2 separate regions of the Zea mays genome follow, and region 1 is linked to region 2. The links are chromatin contacts, called in public Hi-C maps. All regions are on one chromosome and are shown on one strand. The core of a region is the stretch at or near the end of the contact, and the rest is flanking DNA. Distances in the headings are between cores, read along the strand shown. Region 1 holds the start of LOC100282771 (nucleic acid binding protein). Region 2 holds the start of LOC100282825 (seed specific protein Bn15D1B).

Region 1 (6,885 bases), core at 1,330-3,829, 610 kb before region 2:
CAGTCGACGTCAGCTGATGCTTCTCATCCAAAGCTTTCGCTTTGTCCAGTGCATCCCTACCGAGGATAAATCCCTTTGCCAGCATGGTCCCAACAATGTCCTCGGCCTTTTGAAGGGCAGAAGGTTTTGTGTCTTTGGGCTGCAGGCGAAAACAATGTTACAAAGCTGTACACAGAATTACCATGTTGCAGTTTGTAAATAGTATGGCTCTAATCATACCTCAAGAGCAGCTAAAACAGAAGATGGTAGCTCATAATCATTTGCTGGTGTGACGATTACAGCCATATCAACTATGGTGGCCCCCTTTGATAGCAATCAAAGCATATGTTAGAATCTGCCTGATGTCTATTTGCAAACAAAGTTCTCATTGACATCAAAGACGGCTTGGCTTTCAAGCTACAGCAAACAGATCTAGGTAGAAACAATGTTGAAAAACTTAATTGGAACGTTTGGCTATGTAAAAGGCAACATTCAATGAGCAGGCAAAGGTATCACATGAAACAACAAACGAAAGAGGGATACAGTCTTCGGTTGGGACTTAAGAATATAATGGCAATAAATTGCAGTACAATGGCACATTGATAAATTCAGATGATGCTTTCGTTCAAAAAAAAAAATCAGATGATTAACCAATTAAGATGAAAAAAATGCATACCATACTTTCAGGATAATACAGCCAGCAAATCTTCAATCCATGAAAATACACAAAATTATGAAGCCTCCAACACTTCCAGATGAGATAAAAAAGAAATACCGTGAGAAGCATTGCCGTCTCTGCTCCTTGTTTGTCTTTAAAAGTAATGTAGGCAACTTGAGAAAGCTCATCGAAACTGCACAGCACTAAATAGTTAATCATGTCATAGCACAAGGTGAAAAATAGGCACCACATATATGGTACTAACCTCTGCATTTCAACATGCACAATGTCACCAGAAAAGGAAAAGAATTCCTTTATATCACGTTGTGCTGCTTTCAGTGATACATTGCTCACCTTCACGGTACTAAGCATGCTTGTCTACAAAAGTTAAATGGCAGAAAATGAACAGTTAATAAGCGGCATTGTGTATTTATAGTCCCGTGGCAAATAATACACCCCCGCAGGCATTTCCTTAGAATACTTTGAAAGGAGATAAAATGGAAATAATCAGTTAGACACTAGCACAAACTTCATATAATATACAGCACCGACATAGAACTCTGCTTCAACATAGCAAATTATTTCATTAAAATTAGCTAGAATTGACGCATGGGATAGCCAGAACATTTTTTTCCACAAATATCATGAGTAATTAGGTATATTTGAGGCCCCAGTATTTTTAGATAATTTTAAACAGGGTACAACCAAAAGGTAGTTTGGGTTGCATTGACCACGACTCTATATTGAATGGCTAAAAATAGTCATGTAGACCCTGCACATTATCCACCATATCCCCTCTTATGATTCGAGTGCTAATATAGATCTTTATTTCCATTGCTAACATAAGAAATGCATTTCAGTAAATATGTGTAATTAATTATTCCTTTTTATCACATTCATTAAACTTCATCGACTGCACTTACTAGACAACAACATATCAGTACACACACACACAGGCCCGCACACACACAAATTAAATAAATAAATAGATGTTGTATTGCATATCTAAGGTAATAAACAGACTTGTGGCAACTTTGCTTAGAGAGTTAAATCCATTTTATGTATGCAGAGGTAAGCATGATATTCGCCAGAGTTTGTTTTTCCCTTGCTTTCTTGATACCTCTTAAGTGAATTGAGAAAAAAAAAGACAATGAAATAGAAGTCAAAGTACGCATACCCTAAATCTTTGAGCATAACCAAGTAGAAAAATAGATAATAGGCCCAATATCATTTTAATCGCAAACTACAATTTTTACAAATCAAGCATTAAAACAGTGATATGCCTATGACCAAGCACTTCAAATCATCAACAGATATTTATGACCCCAAACGCCTCATTTCCAAGACTTGAAAAGGTACAGTGTCTACTGAAGTGAACGAGATTTGAATATTACCAAAGAGCATCCCGCGCGTCAGTTTCCCAGTTCCACAGACGCCCCAGTTTCCCCTTTCGCTTCCTACCAACAGTTACCCCATGTTTCTTTGCTACCATGACAGGCTGGGGAGATGCGGCTATCACTGGAGCATAATCCGCAAGTCGAAAACCAGCTCTCAAGCTCTCCGGCTCCGAGAACGAATTAGTAAAAACGGCGAGCAGGTGCCCCGGATCGGTAATGGCACGGCACACAAGCTCGAGGAGATGAGCAATCAATAGGAAAGCAAAGAATGCTCACCGCCATGGCTTCCGCGACACGATGCCGAGATCTCGAACCCTAAAAACCGCTGACTTGAATCGGGAAGCGGGGAATAGAGTCAAAAATGGAACGGCCGTATTCAGTGGGCGGGGTTTATAGCGAGAGGCCGTCCGAGTCGGAGGCGCAGCACGCGCCGCAGCGGTTCCATCGAGACGATTTTGGGTGGGGGCGGTGAAGTGGCGACGTGCGGGGGCTCGCTCGATCTGGCCACACCTCTTTTCGGCTTTTTCTAGGGGTCCGGTCCAAGTCGATGGGGGCTCTCGCGGTCTTGCCTCTTGCGATCTGACCTGACTTGTCGCCGCGAATCCGATGTGACCTGACTGGGTCCGGGTCGCCGCCGTTCCTCCACGAAGATCCGACCCATTAGTGAAGAGGTGGGCTTTGGAATTTCATTTTATGGCTTTAATGTCTCGTTTTTAAAAATCTGTCCTTAGTTAAGCATCACTGTTTAGTTTCATTTCGCCGTGCTAGTAATAGATTTTACTATTTGATAGAGACAAAACCGAGTCATCGTGACACAGACATAAAAGTCTCATAAAAAGAATTTTTAGCATCTAAAGATCATACAAAACAGATAAAGGCAAGGGCCAATTGCAAAGTGGCCCAAGACCTTGCCGTATTTGCAACAAAAAAATTGGACGTCTCAATTTTTAGTAGAGGAGCCAGCTTCCGAGTGACCCTACAAACCCTCGAATCAAATGTTTATATTTATTATATGCTCGAACTGTTATAGTAGTTACCGAATACCAGTGGCCAAAATGATAACTTACAAATTCAGCAGAAAAACAGACATAGTACATAGTTATCATTGTGGCTAATCATAGAGTAAAGCAACAACGACGGCTAATACATGCGATGGTAATGGTGCAGCTTCTTGTTCTTCTTAGGATGCAGAAGCACGGAGCTGAGTATGTTGCGACTCAGCAGCAGGACAGCCCTCTGTAGCTCCATAACCTGTTCCAAGATTCAGTTACACAAGACCAAGTGAATAGGTAGTCTAGCACAATGCAAATAATGTGAGTTATGTAGCAGATATAGATACCTTGGACTTTGTTAATGTGATTTCTTTGACCACAAGATTCGAGGTCTGGATTTTGGAATCACTAACAATCTTAACAGTGGATGCTAATGAGAGTGGAAGAACACGCAGGTCATCAGTAACCAGGAAATTCGCCTTCCGGCTTACATATACTTCGCCTTTCTCGCATCCACCTTTTTGTTTTGGATTCGCCTCACAAAGTTTAATGGACTTCACCATATTTCCGCACTTCACAAAAACATAGTTACTGTTGTAGTAACCGTGACAAAGGCTACAACCTGAAAACCCTAGACTCTTGAAGCAAACAAAGCAGGCTTTGATCGTCAGTTCTCTTGGAGCTAATTCGTCGACCTGAAGGATCTTAGAAGCGCAGCAACCAAAGAAGGGTGGCAACTTTGGGTCCAGAAGAAGACTCTGGCACTCCTCTCTGACGAATTCTTGGACACTACCATCTATGCTCCTGTAAACATTACCGAGGCAGCCTTTTGCCGAGCACTGGCCATATAACTTAATTGCGGATCCCAGTGGAATGCTTAATAAGCTGAAGAGAGAGTCCACAAAATCAACACCAACTTCAGCATACAACAGGGCGGAATCGTCCTTCGTCTGAAGGACCCTGATCTTCAGGTTACCTGGCATTTCCTGGTCCTCGCTTTCTTGTTTAGGATGTAAGTTCTGAACAAGCGCTTCTAGGCTTGCATCATCTTGTGGAACAGGAGCTTCGAAATAATGATCAGTGAGAGGTTGCTTGGACGTCAACAATCTCTTCAGCAAGCATGTTATCTGCATGAAATGGACAATTAAATAGGTAAGATCATTGTAATTACAGCACAGTGGAGGGGGGGGGGGGGGTTCCAGACACACGAGTTCAGATAGACGAACCTTTTCTGAACTGAACTGCAGAACCTGCTGCTCTAGGACAGCTGGATCAAGCACACCAAATTTCTCGAAGAGAGACATCATAAGAGAGGTAGTTGCTGGCGCAACCTGGAGATCATGGGTGACGATAAATTTCAAGCAACCTTTCACAAAAACTCCATCCTCTGAACAAGCGGCGGCGGCGGCGGTTTCAGTGTCACCATCGTATTTTGGGCACTGTCCAATGGACTCCATGACCTTTCCACATTTGCAGACCGTGCCAGGGAACGAACTGAACGCGTTGTCGCTGAGTGCGCTGCACGACGTGTCCTTGCAGACATAGACCACCCTTGGAACGCTTCCATCGACGTTGATCTTGAGGCGACGGCAGTGGCCGGAAGCCGCGTTGAGCGGTTTCAGAAGCATCGCCTTGCAAGCACTGGTTTGGAAGTACTCCAAGTTGAGGTCCTCCACGCTCTTGTACAGCTGGTCGAGACACCCCATCTGAGACTGCTTGTCCAGCAGGCGGACAATGGTGCCGAGCGGCATGGTGAGGAAGCTGAAGAGCACGTCGACGAACTCCTTGTCGGACTCAGCAAAGAGCACCTTCTTCTTCTCTTTGTCCACGAACAGCTTCACGCCAATGGTTGGCCCCTCTGGTTTAGCCATGGTGGATTGCTGGCGATTTGGCTTGAAGAAGTGGTACGGTTACTTCTTGTGCTAGTACATGAAACAAGCAAGTGTGACCCTTAAAATATCTGGTGCGTGCAGCATGCGCTGAATCGCCCTGGAATCTGACAGGTCACAATTCAGAAAACGAAACGACAAAAGCCTCTTCCAGTTCGCACGAAGAGTCGGGCATTGAAGCTAATTTACTTCAGAAACTTCTCGTTTTCCAGTTTACACAAGGAGAATTTACAGTTTAGGGCTGCGATTTTATCCTTCCTAGTCGTGTGAACTGCATTTCCTACCGACGCCAATTCATACTGTTAAATCAATACTTTTTTATCAAAAAAAAAAAAAACTAGTCCGTGATACTATCCATAACAGGCTTTCAGCCAACATAGGCCCATAAATCGGCCCTCCAAGCCCATCAGGGCAAGAGCCCGTGAATCACTTGTTATGGCAGCTATCTTAACTACTCAAGTGGTGCTTGAATACAATAAAACTAATAGTTAGTTACTAAAATTAGTCGAGACATCCAAACAGTACAACTAATACTTTAGCTATTACCTATTTTTAGTAAATTAACTAATAGTTAGATAGCTATTTGTTAACTTGCTAATTTCACTAGCAATTTTTAGTCAACTAAGATTGTGTATATTGCAAATGGCGCGTATAATGCAAATGACATGGCTCCTTTCCCCATAACACCAATGATTGTGTCGTCTTCCGTCGGCAAATACAATTGGCTATAAACGAAGACCCATTGAGGTTTAAAAAGAGGTGAAAATTGATGGGCCATATGTCCCTGTCACCACATTTTTGCCAACGAGCAAAAAGGCCATAATTCGGCCTTGTGCGGCCGATAAAAGCAAAGATAAAAATATCGTCATTGGTGATCCCCGCACACCAAATATGTCACGCAGAATAGTTACTCAGAAAGCTCCAGACAAAAGAAAGACCGAAGGCACCGGGGGCAAGCACGATCGGACACCCGATCACGGTCACTTGTCCTGCGTACGCCGGACGGTCCGGGTACTAAGGCCGAACGGTCCGAGACAGAAGCAGACGGTCCGGCTATAATGGTCGGACAGTCCGTAGACGGTCAGAAGCAGCTGAAAGGGAAATGTGCCCCTGGGCAATTTCTATAAGTATTTTGGTGATTAGATGCACAACACACTAATTGAGCACTTATGTGCTAAATGGGTGAAAAGTGCAAATCAATGTACAAGGTATGTTTCTAGACTTAGTATATTATTTTGTACACTAATGTGTTTGCCTAAGTGCTAGAAACAGGGCCAACAAAAGAAGAAACGCATTGGAAAAGGCTTGGCTGTGAACAGCCAAGTATCTGCTCGGGCCTGGCACACCGGACAGTGTCCGGTGCGCCAGGCTGGTCAACGGTGAAGTAGCCGGTCTCGGGAATCGATGGAGTTGTACGACTATAATTCACCGGACTGTCCGGTGGTGCACCAGACTGTCCGGTGAGTCGTCTGCGACGAACTCGCCGCTCTCGGGAAACGGAAAAGACGATGTGGCTATAATTCACCGGACTGTCCGGTGAGCCAACGGTCGCCAGCGCCAACGGTCAGCCGCGCAATCTGCGGGCGACGCGTGTCTCGCTCCAACGGTCGGTTGGGCACACCGGACTGTCTGGTGTGCACCGGACAGTGTCCGGTGCGCCAATGGGCCCGGAGGATGCACCTGATTTGGAAGGAGATCGTGCACCGGACATGAACAGTGGTTGTCCGGTGGTGCACCGGACTGTCTGGTGCACCACTCGATAGAAGGCAGGAATTGCCTTCCAAGATTGTCTCCAATGGCTCCTAGCTGCCTTGGGGCTATAAAAGGGACCCCTAGGCGAATGGAGGAGTACACCAAGCTTTCAAGAAACATTTTAAAACTCCCAGACTCCGACTCCACACATTTGATTCTCTGTGCTAGTGATTTGAGCTCCATTTGAGTTGCGAACTCCGTGTGTTGTGTTTCGAGCT
Region 2 (7,330 bases), core at 2,012-4,511:
GTCACGCGGCAAGCGTGCATGGTTAGCCATCGATCATACTGGCAGCATACGGGGTTCGGAGTCAATCTGACACATGACATTTCTATTTTATACTGAACCACACGGTCCTGATTCTGAATGCGACACGCATAACGCATCTCCAGCTCGATCGGCCAACGAAAGAAGGTGTCCGAAACAAACAAAATTGGCTAGAGCTTGATCAGGGTTATGGGAAAGCTGAGGAGACGGATCGAGGACGAGGAGGACGGAGTTTATTACGTTTCGGAGTTCAGAAGTTTCACTGTTGAGCTTGTTGCCTGGCTCTGGTGTTGCCTGGCAACAGATGTACCCTCTCTAGCCCACATGACAGTGTGTGAAGATCTTTATGGGCTAATTTGGAAACTCAAATCTCCTTAGAAACTGGAGATAGTAGGGAGCAAAATTTGTTGATTGGGGTCAATTTGAAAACTCAAATCCACTTCGAAATTGACGTAGTTTCAATCCTTTGAGTTTCCAAACTATGCAATAATTTGAGACAGTGCTCTCAGGCTCTCTAGAATGAATACTTCGGTCGGTCCGAGGTTCATGCAAATGGTCTGCGTGAACATCAAAGGTTGTGTTAGCGAAGCGAGTGTTCTCGCAGAAGATCTGCCGTCACGGCGTACGATCTGCATGAATATCGATAGATAGAACATATGCTCTTTAAATGATAATGGTTTTCTTAGGGTGATTGTGTATGATGTTTACCATGCATGTGTAGGAGGTTTCAAGGGCTATTTGGGTGGTGTGGTGTGCTCGGCTTGTAATGACCAGAGTTTGAGCTCTAGATGCCAAGTGCAACAAGGTAACAAACACATGCAGAAACCATTGACCCAAGTACTTATAACACTGACGACACCGGTACATCACAGGCACACATCGCCTGCTTGTTCTTATTACAGGCACGAGCATCACGTTGCTACTATCACAACCAGTCCTGATGCACGCCATGCCTGATACGACTGTATTATAGTAGAACCAGTATTATACTGGTATTAGCACAGCCACACACTGCTATCAAGCACCACTACTAGTAGTATAATATTGCAGTGATATAAGCAGGGAGCCCAGCCCGGCCGAGCACGAGCAGAGTGCCTGCCACTGCCAGGCTCTCCCGCCGCCCTTTTTATGAGCGAGCAGCAGTGTGGGCTGGCCTAGCAGCGCCGCGCGGCTCACGCGGCGGGGGGCGGCTTCTCGACGTCCTCGAGCGGGCGGAACCACACCTTCTGGTCCAGCACCGTGCCTCCTGCAGCATCCGCGCCGGCGTCCGGCGCGCCACCAGCGGCCAGCTTGGGGTCCACCGCCGCCGGGCCGAAGACGCCGGTCTTGGGGTGGGGGCTCCAGTACTTGTCGGGGCTCCCGGCGCTGCCGATCACATCGTCCGGCACGAACGCCGGGCGCACCTGGTCCTCCAGGTTCTTGTCGTACGCCGAGGCGTGCACGGCCCTCCTGCACACGGGAACCAGAGAGAGAGAGAGAGAGCGTGTGACGATCGCTAGGTTCATCGCGTTCATGACAAGATGAAAAATCCCAACACCTAGGCTGAAACAATGGCGCCATGGCATCAGAGCTAGCAAACGCATCACGATCGGACTCCCACGCACGGCTGGGCTGCGCGCGCACATGGGCCGAATGGGCCATGGGCGGGCGCGCATGACTTCGTACAAGAGCGAGGCGAGGCCAGGTGGCCCTCCATGATCCCACTCACTCACTCACCACAGCAAACCGTACCACGCCCGGTACTATGTACCATCCACCACACGTCCACACCAAACACCGTCCGATGGGCATGTCACCTACTGCGAGACCCCACGGACGGACGGACGGCCCCGATCGGTCGTCGGCCCGGCGTCCCGCAGCAGCTGGCGCGATGGGATCGAAACAGAATCGTACGGACCGGATGCCAAAGGACGGTAGGTGGGGCCCGGCAGACGCGGATGCTTCTGGTCCCGGTCGTACCGTGGAGAGGGTTCCTTTCTTTCCTTTGAGTGAGAACCAAAGCAAGCGAGCCATGGCAGCCAAGATCGGCAGGTGGGTAGGAGTGAGTGACTGGCCACTGCACTGCCCACTGGTGAGGGTGAGGGTGGAGCCGAGCGACAACTACCGCGCACCAGACCCACCCATCAATCCGCCTTTCGGAAAGCGATGCGATGGAACACGGAAGGCAATCAGGCGAGGTCGCTTGCTGTTTGCTGCGCGGCTTGATGTGCACGTCCTGCGCGCCTCCACTGCTCCTCATCTTCTTTGTGTGGGTGCGCCTGCAGCCTGCTAGTGGCGTGGCGTGGCGTTTGGCTTTTCCAGTTTTCCTAGTGGCAGAGGCTGACAGACAGTTTTGCAGATTTGACAGTCTGAAGTGGGCAGAACCGTAGAACAACAAATACAGTAATATCTACGGAGGAGGGAGAGAAGGACTCCGTGGTACTAGTGTAGTACAAGCACATGGATCTGGCTTTGGTTGGGGTTCTTCTATCACTTCTACGGAGATGGATGGAGTTCTTCTATCACTTATACGGAGATGGTAGTGTGCATTCAAGTTGAAGATACATACTCTCCCTCCTAGTCCTAGACTCCTAGTATGTGTTCTATTGTTCTCGGACGGACGGCCAGAGGATTAAACAAGCTGGGAGATGTTCAGGGTTGCCATATCTACATACTCGTGTGAGAAGATAATCATTCTGTTGTCGCCAACTTCTAGATATTTCTGCTGACCAAAATCTTGGCACCAGCAGCACACTGAACCAACACGAAACAAGGGCTCTCTGCAGAACTAGAGTTATAGTTATCCACGAAGCTAAGATCCTCCCAACAAGTCCCAAGTCGGAGGGGGGCGAAATAAGCACTATCGATCCGAGGGACCGGATCACCGGACCCAGACTCCCAGAGCAAAGCTAAGAACGGCCGTAAAAAGAACAGACAGATCGCTCTGCTACAAGCCTAAAACTACGGCGAGATCTTCGACGAACTGATCAAGAACAAGCACGCTCAAAAATAGTAAAAAAAAAAGCAGAATCACAGGGCAAACCGAAACCCGCGCGTGTGGGGTGAGTGTGGCCCGTCTGAGTACCTCGGCGAGGCGGCCTTGCCGGCGAGGACGCGGCTGACGAAGCTTCCAGCGATCGCCCGCCCCTTGGAGCCAGCTGCTGCTGCCATGCAAAGATCGACCGTTCGGGAGCGGAGGGGAGCGGAGCGGAGCGGAGGAAGTCACCAAGCCAACAGTGGACAGGCAGGCTGATGAAAGGGTGCGGTGGGTTTTCGATTCCGTGGACTCCTACCGGCTGCCTCGTTTTATAGCGCCCGGGGCCCCCCGGGACCACCACCAGCGTGCACCGTGCAGGCCACCACCGTCCGAGCGAGCCGGTGCCATGCCGGCGCACCGTCGTACAGGTACGGCGCCTGCTGTTGCTGTTGGCTACTGCGTAAACAAAAGGGCAACGGAGCAGCTACGGCGGCTATTGGGGAGCAGCAGCACTGACGGTGACGGCAACCTTCCCGCTCCTGATCGGAACGTCCAGCTGTGCGTCCAACTACCTGCCAACGGCCAGCAGCATCGCCGTCCGGATAGCGACGTCACCTTGGAACCTCCATCAACGCTGGGCCGTCTGATCTGATCATGTCATGTGTGGCTGGCTGGCTCCTACTACGAGTACTACTATCATTGCGCGCGGCTCTTACCCCTTGAGAATGGTGCTATCCATGTGTCATTTCTCTCATGGCAAGTGTGCGTGTACAAAACTGCAGATAACTCGGTTTGTACCTGACCGTGCGGGCTACAATAGCACACGTAGCCCGCGTGATGCGGCACTGTTTGTTTCGCCGTAATGGGTTTAATTACTGTAAGGAATCACATTATTCAATTCGTGACAGGGGACTGCGGACGGGACGGTGGACGGTTGGACTGAGGAGCCTGCATTAGTTTCATCTGCGAGAGGGGGAAATGTCGGTCGCCAATGATAAACAAAAGCGGTTTTCTAGACGACCTTACCGGCTGCTAAGACGTACGTGCTTGCAACATACTTTTGTTAGTCATAGATAGACATGGGTATCCAAGACTATCTTCGGCAGACTTCTTATTTCACTATCTTCGGCAGACTTCTTATTTCACTTCATATCTCACACCATATTTTAAAGTTCATTCTGCAAACAGTATAATATATGATTCAAAACAATACTTTAGACGGCCGTTTACACGGACTGCTGAAGATAGCCTAAAGAAACTCTAATTCGTTTATCATGGGGTTTTTGTTCGCAGAAAACCACGATCTCCTCTGGTTTCATTCCTCTTATGTTTCCCTCTTTCATATCAAACTTGATCCCTCCTCACTGATTGAAGGCTCGTTTGAAATCTTCCATCGCAACAGAAACTCTAGTCCTGCGTGGGGCGTGCGGATGGATGGGTATTGTACCGGCGTGGCAAGTTTCTAGAACATATCCGTTAGATATCCTACCTATTTTTTATATCTCAAATTATCATTTTAGAAGGTAAGTTGTTGCTGCATACTTTTATAAGTTTATTATAAGAATAGGTTTAAATATCTATCTAATAATACTAAATACATATTCTAACAGATAATATAAAAAGAAGTACGAGAATCTATGGCGCCAAATGCTGCCATATTACTTTTATGGTGACGTAGACGCCAATAATTCGAAATAAGATGCAGCGTCCATGATGTCAAACCTTGACATTAGGATCTATCGCGTCGTCGAATGCTGCTATATTATTTTTGTGGTGACTTAGACGCCGATAACTCGAAGTCATATACATTATCATACTGTAAGACAAAAAAAACAGTCTTGGTTCTATCAAAAGTCTAAATATAAAACTTTAGTGAAATAAAGAAAAAATAATCGGTGCCTGTGCTCATCTGGGTCCGGGTGCAGCACCGCAGCCCCTACTGTATCGTACCGAGTAGTCTTGCAGGGCATCAGAATATGCCGTTCCAGATGCTGGGTTCGCGCCGACCAACCGTCTCCCGGTCTCCCGCGCCTGGCGCGTTCGGCGTCGGTCCACACCAGACACCACACGTGACGTCCCCGGGGTGCGTTTCGGACGGGCACCCCCACCCCTGGATGAGATTGACACCGCAGCAATAGACTAGTAATAGGTGAGGTGCCTCCCTGATTATTACTCCCTCCGTTTCTTTTTATTAGTCGCTGGATAGTGCAATTTTGTACTATCCAGCGACTAATAAAAAGAAACGGAAAGAGTACTGTATTATTATTAGTCGTGTTTGAAGCTCAGGGACTGGCTGCCGTGTCCAAGCAAAGCAACCCTATCTTTCCTCCCCTTTCGTTTCTGTTGACTCCCTAGAGCCGGCCTTGAATCTTTGAAAGGTTACTGTATTCTCGCCGAAAGTGATGCCGCCCGGGACGAAAAGAACGGCAAAGCGTTGGGCCCGGCATGCTGCCCACAAACAGGCACAGCTGCAGGCCGTCGGCGACGTCGTCACTCATATCTGCAGGAGGAGCAGCAGACGTTTCCCCGACCCCGTGCTCCCCACGAGAAATGCTATCCTCAGGAAGATAAGCACCGTGCCGGAACAAGTGACGTACGAAGCGCAGGCACACCACACGCGCTGACGCGCGTACGTCCATAGTATAGTACTATGCACTATCCAGGCAGCTGTAGCCGTCCCTCGTCTCGTCGTGTAGCGACCGCCACCGTATCCGTAACCCGGTTGGTTTCTTCAGTGGGAGTGCGTGTTCGAAACAATAAACCTGGGATGTTGTTCGGCGGCAACAAGTGCGGAACCGTACCAGATGCGGTCTGTACGGGTTGCGCTTGCGCCCCGTCCGTCCGTCGGGTTCCATCGGCGACAAGTGCGGCGAGTGGCGACTCGGAGCGGTCGCTACGTGGCTCCCTGTACGAACGAGAATCACGGGTCCATACGCGACCAGAAGCCAAAAATCAGAGAGCACACGGAATAAGGTTCTGGACTCTGGAGAGAAAAACGGAGGACGACGAATGTCGTAAAGAGGAGTATGATGGATCGGATCGGAGCTGGCACGGCCAACGTACGAGCACATTTCCGCAACGCGATTCCTTCGCTAGGACTTTTGTGTCGCGCCGCGCGCCCCGTTCGCAACCACTTGCGCAGCGCCCCGCATCATAAAGCCGTACCGTGCAGCGCCGTGCCACGGCCCACGGCCGACGTCGTCACCAGTCACCACACCACACACGCACGAATGCGGCACGAACCACTGGACTGCAGATGCCTGTGCGTCGTCCCTTTCCATGTACTGCTTGTAGCATCCTAATAATACAGGTAGATGAGATATCTCCAGCACGATGAGAAGATAAGCGTATCGGCCATGCATGACTTGTCACCTTCGCCGACCGTCAGTGTGCGTACTTTCGCGTCAGCGATTTTAGTCACAGCGAAGGAAGTACCGATTCACGTCAAGGTGCGCGGCCGGCCATCGGCGACGCGTCCTGCCTGCGTCGTCAATGGGATGATCCGCTCCGGTGCCACATTTCCCTTGCAAGTATGAGGTCGACGCACGTGTTTACGGGTTGATGCCGATGCATGGTATGTTATTTAGCGGCGGTAATGGATCGTGATTTAAATGTCTCTCTATAAAATGTTAAGGTATTAAATAAATTTTAGTTTAAAATAAATAAAAATATAGCTCGCTTCTAATTCGATCCGATGCTTTAATCTACCTCGGCCTTTTTTTTCTTTCTTCAAAAGGAGGATGTCTCGATGACTCGATGTGGATGTCTCTTTATGACTGGGCCTGACAGGTTGGTATTTTGCGCAATGGCTTGCTTGCACGCGCCAATCGTGGGCCGGTGGACTGGAGCAGCGCAGCATGCATTCGATCGGGAAAGGAGCAGACCGTTTAACACTACCTCGGCCCAGTGGCTGAGAAGGGCCTAAAGCCTAACACAAAGGCGCCATTCCGATCTAAGGTTCTCAGTGAAGTTGGTGTTGAAGCCCAGCGAGATGCTAATGAGGTTTCAACTGGGCCTCTCAACTGCCGCAGAGGCCCAACCCATCAGCCACCGCCAAGCCGCATTACAAAGAACGCGAACCGCCGCCAGCCGAAACCCTACGGCCGCCGCCAGCATCAAGCTCCTTGCTCCCCGACCAAACCCTACCTGTACCCGCCGCCGCCGCCGCAGCAGCCATGCCGCCCAAATTGGACCCCTCTCAGGTGGTGGAGGTCTTCGTCCGCGTGACGGGAGGCGAGGTCGGCGCGGCGTCGTCGCTGGCCCCCAAGATCGGCCCGCTCGGTCTCTCCCCGAAGAAGATCGGTGAGGACATCGCCAAGGAGACCGCCAAGGACTGGAAGGGCCTCCGCGTCACCG

Evidence for each region. A called contact is a pair of places that touch in the nucleus more often than the background predicts.
Region 1: a contact with region 2 is called in a Hi-C map of endosperm, with 2.2 times the contacts expected there. The contact joins the promoter of LOC100282771 here to the promoter of LOC100282825 in region 2. A contact is called at or near these places in 3 of 25 Hi-C or Micro-C datasets (bundle sheath, endosperm and tassel).

The regions. Positions count from the first base shown.
Region 1 is chr2:13,815,892-13,822,776 of Zm-B73-REFERENCE-NAM-5.0, reverse strand. LOC100282771 (nucleic acid binding protein) reads right to left here and starts at 2,579. Exons shown (of 5, transcript NM_001155677.1): 1 at 2,311-2,579; 2 at 903-1,015; 3 at 755-830; 4 at 220-303; 5 at 1-139. The coding sequence starts at 2,316. LOC100192954 reads right to left here and starts at 4,936. Exons shown (of 3, transcript NM_001349826.1): 1 at 4,253-4,936; 2 at 3,374-4,153; 3 at 3,024-3,285. The coding sequence starts at 4,897. The coding sequence ends at 3,175.
Region 2 is chr2:13,201,888-13,209,217 of Zm-B73-REFERENCE-NAM-5.0, reverse strand. LOC100282825 (seed specific protein Bn15D1B) reads right to left here and starts at 3,261. Exons shown (of 2, transcript NM_001155731.2): 1 at 3,083-3,261; 2 at 842-1,467. The coding sequence starts at 3,168. The coding sequence ends at 1,191. It overlaps LOC100284082 (60S ribosomal protein L12), which reads left to right and starts at 7,072. Exons shown (of 2, transcript NM_001156980.2): 1 at 7,072-7,330. The coding sequence starts at 7,150.